Linked DNA regions of Gossypium hirsutum: region 2 is linked to region 1. The links are chromatin contacts, called in public Hi-C maps. All regions are on one chromosome and are shown on one strand. Each heading gives the region's core, a stretch centred on a gene start, on an enhancer-like site or on the middle of the called end of the contact. The rest is flanking DNA. Distances are from core to core; before and after follow the strand shown. Region 1 has its middle 30 kb from the start of LOC107910726. Region 2 has its middle 17 kb from the start of LOC107910726.

Region 1 (4,244 bases), core at 536-3,035:
CGCCCCACAAATTTGCCGATGCATATTAGTAATACGTTAATAGTATTGCATTCTAATACTTATTCTCAAATTTTCATACTCAAATTTCCATTTCTCCAATTATGTCATAGTGCCAAAGAAGTGAAAAGGTGTTTGTCATTACCTTCCATCAATTTTTCAATTCATTTTACCAAAAAAAAAAAGTTAACATATAAGTTGGTATCTAAATTATACTTTTTTTCAATTTTAGTATCCAAATTTTTGTCACAATTCGTACTTAAACTACTTTTTTTTTCAAATTAGTACCTCCGTTAATCAAATCTTTAAGTCTACTTAAAAAAGGCTTAACCTACAAATTGGTATCTAAATTATGTTTTTTTCATTTTTGCACCTAAATTTTATTTTTGGTTACAAGTGGTACTTAAACTAACTTTTTTTCTCAAATTGGTGGTACTCTGATGGTTTAATAGTTAGTTAAACAATTAAGTCTATTTCAATAAAAAAAATAAACACTTAAAAAATGACATAAGGAAAAAAAGAAAAAAATTTATTTTCTCTTACATATGTATTTATTCATTTTATTTTTTATTTTTTATTTATTCAGAATCAAACCGATGGTTGAACTGATCAAGCCACGAATTCCAGTTTGATCAAATACTGAAAAATCATAAAAACAAAAAAAATATTTAAAAATGGAATTAATGACTGACATGTCGACCTTGAGAGGTCAAATTTTGAGTATTGTTGGTATTACCAAACATTATAAAATAAGAAGAAAGGAAAACAAAAGGAAAAATTAAAAAAATAAAAAAAATAATGTAAAAGAAAAAAAAGTGAAATCAAATAATTAAAAATATTTGTTAAGTTTATTCATTGATTTTTTTAACGAATATAACATTTTGGTGCAAAATGAGTAACAAAATAATAGTTTAGGTACTACTTATGACAAAAAAATGTTTAGGTATCAAAATGAGAAAAATAATAATAATTTAGGTACCAAGGTACCAATTTGGGGAAAAAATTAGTTTAGGTATCACTTATGACCAAAAAAGGGTTTAGGTAAATAGATGGAAAAAAAAGGTATAATTTAAGTATCAATTTGCGTTAAGAAAAAAAAAACAAAATGATGCACCATCAATTAGGGGTAATATCAGTTCCGTTTGGTTAGGTTTTTTAGATTTTTTGAACTATCTATCATAATTCGGTTTGGTTTGGTTCAATTTTTAGTTTTTCATATTAATTATTTGTTTTGGATTTTTAGACTTATTTTGACAAAATGAACTATGTTTTATGACTTTTTTCAATGTTATTTGACAAAGTTTCAAAAAAAATCATAAATATCTCTAAAAAATAATAATTTTTCAAGAACTTTTAAATTATTTTCACTATTTTAAATATAAAATATTTATATTTATATTTATATTTATATAATAAAGAATAGAATTCGATTAAGCTTCGAGCAATTCTCATTTTTAAATTTATATTTCATAAACCCAAGTAACCTAATTGGGGTTAATTTTCAATTTTTCTTCAGAAAATGATACAACCACTTAAAAATTACTAAAGTAGAGTAGTTATTTCCAACTTTAAAATGTCAGTCATTTAACGTCTTTCATAAAGCCTTTGAAACTTCAAAAAGTTGAATGGATTAACCAATAACCATGGATTAGGGGTAAAGGTGCAACTTATGCTATAGCCCATAGAGCATAGACCCCAAAATTCATTTAGGAGAAAGTAGATGGGGACTTTCGGCTGAAGAGAGAATTTCGAAATGTTAAAGCAAAACTTGGTTTGACTATAATTTCTTTTAGGCCCATCAATTGCTGCAAATGGCTAACATTGACGTGCACCAACTATCACACTATATGTGTAGACCCAAATCTCTTGGACTTGGTTACCCGCCCACCCAACTCGCCTAAGTGAGGTTTTTGGAATTTTTCCAATAGTTTATTGTAATTTTGGTTTGGTTTGATTCTCACTTGTCTCGTATTAATCTTTTCTTGTTTTGTATTTTAATTTTATTTTAGTAAAATGAGTTTCGTTTTACAGTTTTTGAATTTTATTTGACAAAGTTTTAAAATCATTTTCATAAATATTTTTAAAGAATAATAAATTTTCAAGTAAATAAAAAAAATCAATAACTTTTATATGATATATTTTGAAAAAATATATATAAAAATTTTAATTTATTTTCACTATTTTAAACCTAAAATATTTATTTTTATATTATAAAATATATTTGGGTGGTGCTCTGAGATCCTTGGTGCCAGCTTGTAAAATAAATAGTAAATATTTATTAGCACATAAAATGTAATACTTCTTTTAAACGAGAATTACCTAAACTTGTAGACATAATATGCTCACGAGTTCAACCTGAAATATTATACAAAATTTAAAAGGCGAGATGATTGCCAAAATGATCCATACAATCAGTTTTAACTCTTCCTAAACTATTACTTTTTTTATAGTGTATATGCGATGGAGGTTTTTTAACTCTATGAAATTGTCATTAGTCTCATTTATTTATTTTTTTAATTTTTAATATCAATTATGATAAACTCAAGTGAGAACGAGTAAAGGGAAACAGATAGGAGATAGTGAGATACATTGAGATGTTGGGCATTAATGTTATATAAGTTGGATGGATATTTAGAAGTTGTTATCCATTGGTACAAATGCAACCAAAATAGAATGATGTTCATACCCTTATCATTACATTCAACTCCAACATCAATTCCAGTCTCTGAACATAAGAGATAGGGTAGGGTTGCACACTCTGGGTTTTGCCAAATTAGACCCAGAGATTGGTTGGTTTTTGCCGCCAATATTAAATGACTTGGGTGGCAGTATTGACCCCCTAATGCCCTAAACCAAAAAAAAAAAAATCTACCAATGGTGCTTTCTTTTTGCCCATATAGAGGGGTAATTGAGGCCTAAATTTCATTCACAGATAGCTTGTATTGGCTTTTAACGGTAATCCCATAAGACCCCACTGCCAACTAGGGTTGAAATTCAGCCTGAATTTTGCAGGTAAGAAGCCTATCACTAGGACCACTGTACCCCCAACTATGTCACAAACACTTATTGACTGCCATTGGCTTTTCTTTTTATCTTTTCCTCACTGTTTAATACAAACTCTTGATTAGTTTCAAATGCTGTTTAAGCAGCTAGATCAGCATCAAAATGATTTAACATTAAATTTTGGCAACAGTGGTTCATGTGTCCATTTCTTATATTGTCCACATCTGTGTTTGAATCTAGTGGCACTGGCGTGGTTCATTCAATAATTTTTGGCCAAGGCTTTTGAGGTCCCCAAGTTCGACCATTCTTTGAAAACACATTTTCCATCAAAAGATCGAAAAAATTTATCCTTGCATTAATACTACTACTACTTACGTACGCATGTTAAAGCATTACAATGAGTTCATGAGCCGTCCACATTAGGAGTTTGATTGTATATAATCGACATAGCACAAATTACAATAGGCAAAGTTAATTGCAAAAAAACAGAGGGCCAAACCTATACTAGACTATAATTGGCAACGTACATAGCTGGCTGCATTAGCCTGCAGGTTTACAGTTTCTTCCGCCGCCCTTCAATAACATCGTATGCGACATAAATTATATCATGATAGTAGTGCCAACCATTGAAATGTTTGGGAGAAAGAACAAACTACAAAGGGTAATTAAATGCCAACATTTTGGTTCAAATTTTGTGGGCCGAAACTATAATATTGAAAACAGTTATCCTCGTTTACATGTTCTCCACCTTAAATTTAATCTAAATTAGGTTGAGTTTGTTTTATTGAAAATGATTCTCGAAAAATAATTTATTTTTTTGAAAAAGCTAATATTTTCTGGTGTTTAGATTAACCTGTGTTAAATATTTTTGTTGTTTGGCAGATTTCTTGAAAATATTTTATGAAAGTTATTTTTAATGAAACAAACATACATTTAAGATTTATAATAAGTTGTGAATTGATTACAAAGTGATATTAGGGTGAAATTATAGTAAATAATGAATCTTCATGATGTTAAAGATTAAATTGTAAATTTTATGAAATTTATAATTGAAACAAGAGAAGTGATATGCATGAAAATTTGTTATGTGGAATAAGATATTAAAATGAATTATTTGATTAAAGTGTTTATATGGTGAAAAATAAATTACATGGCAATAGGGACTAAATTGAAAAATGTACAAAAGTTTAAGTGTGAAACAATTTAATATGTGACTAAATAAATTATGGTAAAAGTTTAATGAA
Region 2 (3,917 bases), core at 337-2,836, 48 kb after region 1:
CCTCATCTGCAACAGTTAATCCTTCCCCATCCTTATACCTAAGAATAGGAGAAAAATAATTAGAAGGAAGAATCATTGACGAAGTTGACTAATATTTAACATTGTTGCACTGTATAGACACACTGATTCAACTTATTAACTGCTTCATCCAAAAAGTATCTCAAAAATGTTAGCTTGATTTTCTATTAGTGGTGTAAATCATAGGTTCTATGTCAAAACTTAATTTCATTAGTAATTTTTCTAAATGTAGCTAGCTTACCACTCTGGAGAATATTTTCCATAATAACCTCAGAAGGGATGTTTAACATATTGAAAATTTAAGACAATTTAGAGAGTTCCGTTTTTGCTTATTTATTTGGTTTCCCGAATTTTCATAAGATGTAAAAATAGCTGCAGCTACAGTCTACCTACTTGATTCTAGCACATATATAACGCAATCAGACAGAAAATTATTCTCTGCAATTTATTTGATGGTGTTCTCTCTTTCCATTACTAATTTGGGTAAAATATAAAATTGGATTATAATGTCCGTACAGCCAATGGATACAACATCCCAGTTCTTCCTTCATCTTCTTCTGTCCTTGATAAGAGAAGATAACCTCGGAGACTGATATAGGAAACTTAGCGGCAGTGTTTTGAATGGCAGGCAAGAAGATGGTTAGGCGACATTAAAAAGCTCTTTTGCTGACACCATTAGACTCCACATTCCTACTTAAACAACTTCTTTTAAATACAAACAGGAAGTATAATTTTCATCCAAGCAATAGAAAGCAATGTTTTTGAAAGCATTAAAGATTTATCCACAAGATTGAACAAGTTCCTACTCTAATCGCAAAAGAAGCAACTGCAACGCAACCATGCCAAGCAACAGGAAGTATAATTTTCATCCAAGCAATAGAAAGCAATGTTTTTGAAAGCATTAAAGATTTATCCACAAGATTGAACAAGTTCCTACTCTAATCGCAAAAGAAGCAACTGCAACGCAACCATGCCAAGCTTGACCATTTGTTAGAAATTCAAGTTAATCAGCATAAATATGGGACTAAACTTTTAAGACATTAGAAATTCAAGTTGCTTTTATTACTTTTGCTTTCTTGTTTAGGGTTTAGGGTGAAAGATTAACTATATTGTATTAATTAAGCGATACATATATGAAATCATATCAGTAAAGATTCAAATGTATGATATGTAAATGGAGCCTAAAATAACTGGTGAAAATGACAAGAGCTGTGAGACTGACCTATTAGAGTGAAGAATCTCTCTGGCGAGCGAAATGATAGGCTGGATGTCACGAAGAATCTCTTCCTCCTTATCCTTCTATTTCCTGTAATCAGGATCATCCAACATATGGTACTTCTTCGGGTCCCTCACGCTAGGCACCGCACTGCTCTTCTCCGCGGAGGACACCTCCTCTTCGAGCCCAGTCGACTCTGCAGCAGCGCACCAAGGACGACTAGGAGACGGTGGGATTCCAGCTGCAAGAAGGTTGTATCGTTGCAGCCGAAGGCGGAGCAGTGGGATGCCTTTACGAAGCAGAGGAGCAGCCATGGCTCAAGTGTGGGGGCGTAACTGAGGATCACTTAATTCGTCGTCTTTTTCCTAGGGATCGAGTCGATGCGACGCCGTGTTTAAGAACATGACCAACTTGGACCGGCTCAAGCCAATTTTTTTTCTTTTCATTTTTTTTGTACACACTTGTTTTCGTACCCTTATGTAGAAACTAAAATATCTTTTTAATTTCTTTCAAACAAATATTTTTTAATATTTAATTAATTTCTAGAGGAACAATATTACGTTATTACTATTAATATATTACGTATAATATTTTAATTAAAAATATGTAAAATTACAAGGTTTTTAAAACATAATAAAAAAATAGTTCTTATGTTTTAAGGTACAAAAATATTCTTATTATCTTTAAACTGTTTAATATAAAGTAAAAAGATTTTTAAATATTGTTAAAACTTTTCTATGATTTTTTTATTTCTTTACAATCTTAGTTATCAATTATTATTTTAATTTCAAAATTTTATTAAGTATAAATCTATTTTTATAAAAATACTTTAAATTATATTTTTTATATTAAATATAATAAATCTGTGCATTACATGGGATGCAAGCTAGTTTTTTAATATGACTAAAATATTTTTAAATATTTAAATATTTTAATTTAAAATAGTTAAAAATTCCTAATTTTATTCTGATAAGTATTTTTTTTAAATTATTCATTTAAAAATATACTTGAAAAGAGTAATCATGTTTAAATTATTTATAGTCATGCAATTACTAAACAATGGGAAAATTGTGAATATTTTAATAGATAATTATGATAAACATATTTTATATTATATGAGATTTATGAATTTCGAATGTAAATGAAGTTGGAGTTTTTAAATATTAAATTATTAATTTAATGGATAATAATAATTTTGATGAATAATTATGAATTTTGAACTTAAAATATTTTAAATTTCGAAGGTAAATCTATTAATTATTGTTTTTGCAACCAATTAAATGCAGGAGAAAATCACGAAGGTTTGATTATTGTAGCACTTCAATACTAAGGTTCAAAGGAGGGGAAATTCTAGGGTAAAAAAACGAAAAGTTTTTAGGATTAATCAATTTTTCTAAGACCTTGTCGAAATTATATTTTTACCAAAATATTTAAAAATTTGTAAATTTATCTAAAATTATTTTGAATTAGAAATAATGATATTATAAATCTTGGTAAATTCAAGTTTTATAAGTTAAAGCTCATGATATAATACATAGATAGAAAATTTTAGAAAGGGTGTATAAAGAAGAGGGCAAGTTATGACCAAATTTTATAGTATATCATCATGAAGGGCTTTTAAGGCTTTATGCTTGATTGACAAGTTCTTTTGGGAGCAACTCTCCGTGATACACATTACCATAAACAAATTACTAGACTAGAATCATTTCTAAACTACCAATTTAATCCTTTAAAAACGTCTCTTCCCTATAATAGACATTTTCAAACTTAAAGGTGACCACCTCCCAATGTACCAACGTCGGGAGTATGAATACTACTATTAAAGGTAGAGAATTGAGGCGATGTCTACAAGTATACGAGTCATGTTGTAATTTAGTTTACAACGAAGCAGGTGAATACTCCGAGATTTGCACTTAAGGGAGACGAGTACTAAATTAATAATAACCTAAACGTAAATAGGTCTAACTAGTAATTTAAATAAATTATAATACGATAAAACAATAAGTAAAAAGAATTGGATTTTATAAGAAGATAAAAAAAAATTTCATAAAGTAATAAAAGCTGTAAAACTAATATGTGACTCAATCAAATCTAAGCATGGGTGATTAGCTCGCTTTGGTGGTCATAATTAATTCTTATCTCGGGTCTCTACTCAATCAACTAGTCGTTACCCTAGCAGGATCTCTCGATCTTCTACTAAACTAACAAGTCAACAAGAACTACTTATCTCTCGACCTCACAATCCAGATTGGTTTGGTGGTAAAGGGTTCATAGATAGACAATACCAATTTTGGGTTAATTCCCACCTAAATGACTTCCTAGGGTTGTCAACCTAGGTTTTAAGTTCTATCCTAAATAGTTGATCCGCTAAGAAACCTTACACAGAAATTAGTTAATCACACACCCACTTGCTAATCCCTCATAAGAGGATTAGTTCCTCAAGGATCCCATAAACAATATAAACTTGATAAAATTAATAAGTATAAAGAAAAGATCAAGATAAAAAGTTTAAGAAGAATCTAAAATTATATTTGAGTGAAGTGCAGACCCATAAAGAGTTGTGTTGAATCCACAAATCAGATTCCCCGAAGAACACGAATGAAAATAAACTAGAAAATAAATCCTAAATACAAAAGAACATAAAAATGGAAAACTAAGCTGAAGGAAAATGTCCAAGTACAGA

Evidence for each region. Hi-C and Micro-C count contacts between places; a contact is called where the count stands out from the background.
Region 2: a Hi-C map of leaf shows a contact between it and region 1, with 1.6 times the contacts expected there. The contact joins two enhancer-like sites. A contact is called at or near these places in 9 of 34 Hi-C or Micro-C datasets (callus and leaf).

Annotation. Positions count from the first base shown.
Region 1 is chrD02:17,685,371-17,689,614 of Gossypium_hirsutum_v2.1, forward strand. No RefSeq gene overlaps it. Among protein-coding and RNA genes, the nearest start is that of LOC107910726, 30 kb to the right of the region's middle. Within about 2 kb of position 1,786, at least 3 of the 9 cell types and tissues checked have an H3K27ac peak or open chromatin away from gene starts, as enhancers often do. A contact at or near this core is called in leaf, where this site is marked.
Region 2 is chrD02:17,733,230-17,737,146 of Gossypium_hirsutum_v2.1, forward strand. It overlaps the pseudogene LOC107910727. Among protein-coding and RNA genes, the nearest start is that of LOC107910726, 17 kb to the left of the region's middle. Within about 2 kb of position 1,587, at least 8 of the 9 cell types and tissues checked have an H3K27ac peak or open chromatin away from gene starts, as enhancers often do. A contact at or near this core is called in leaf, where this site is marked.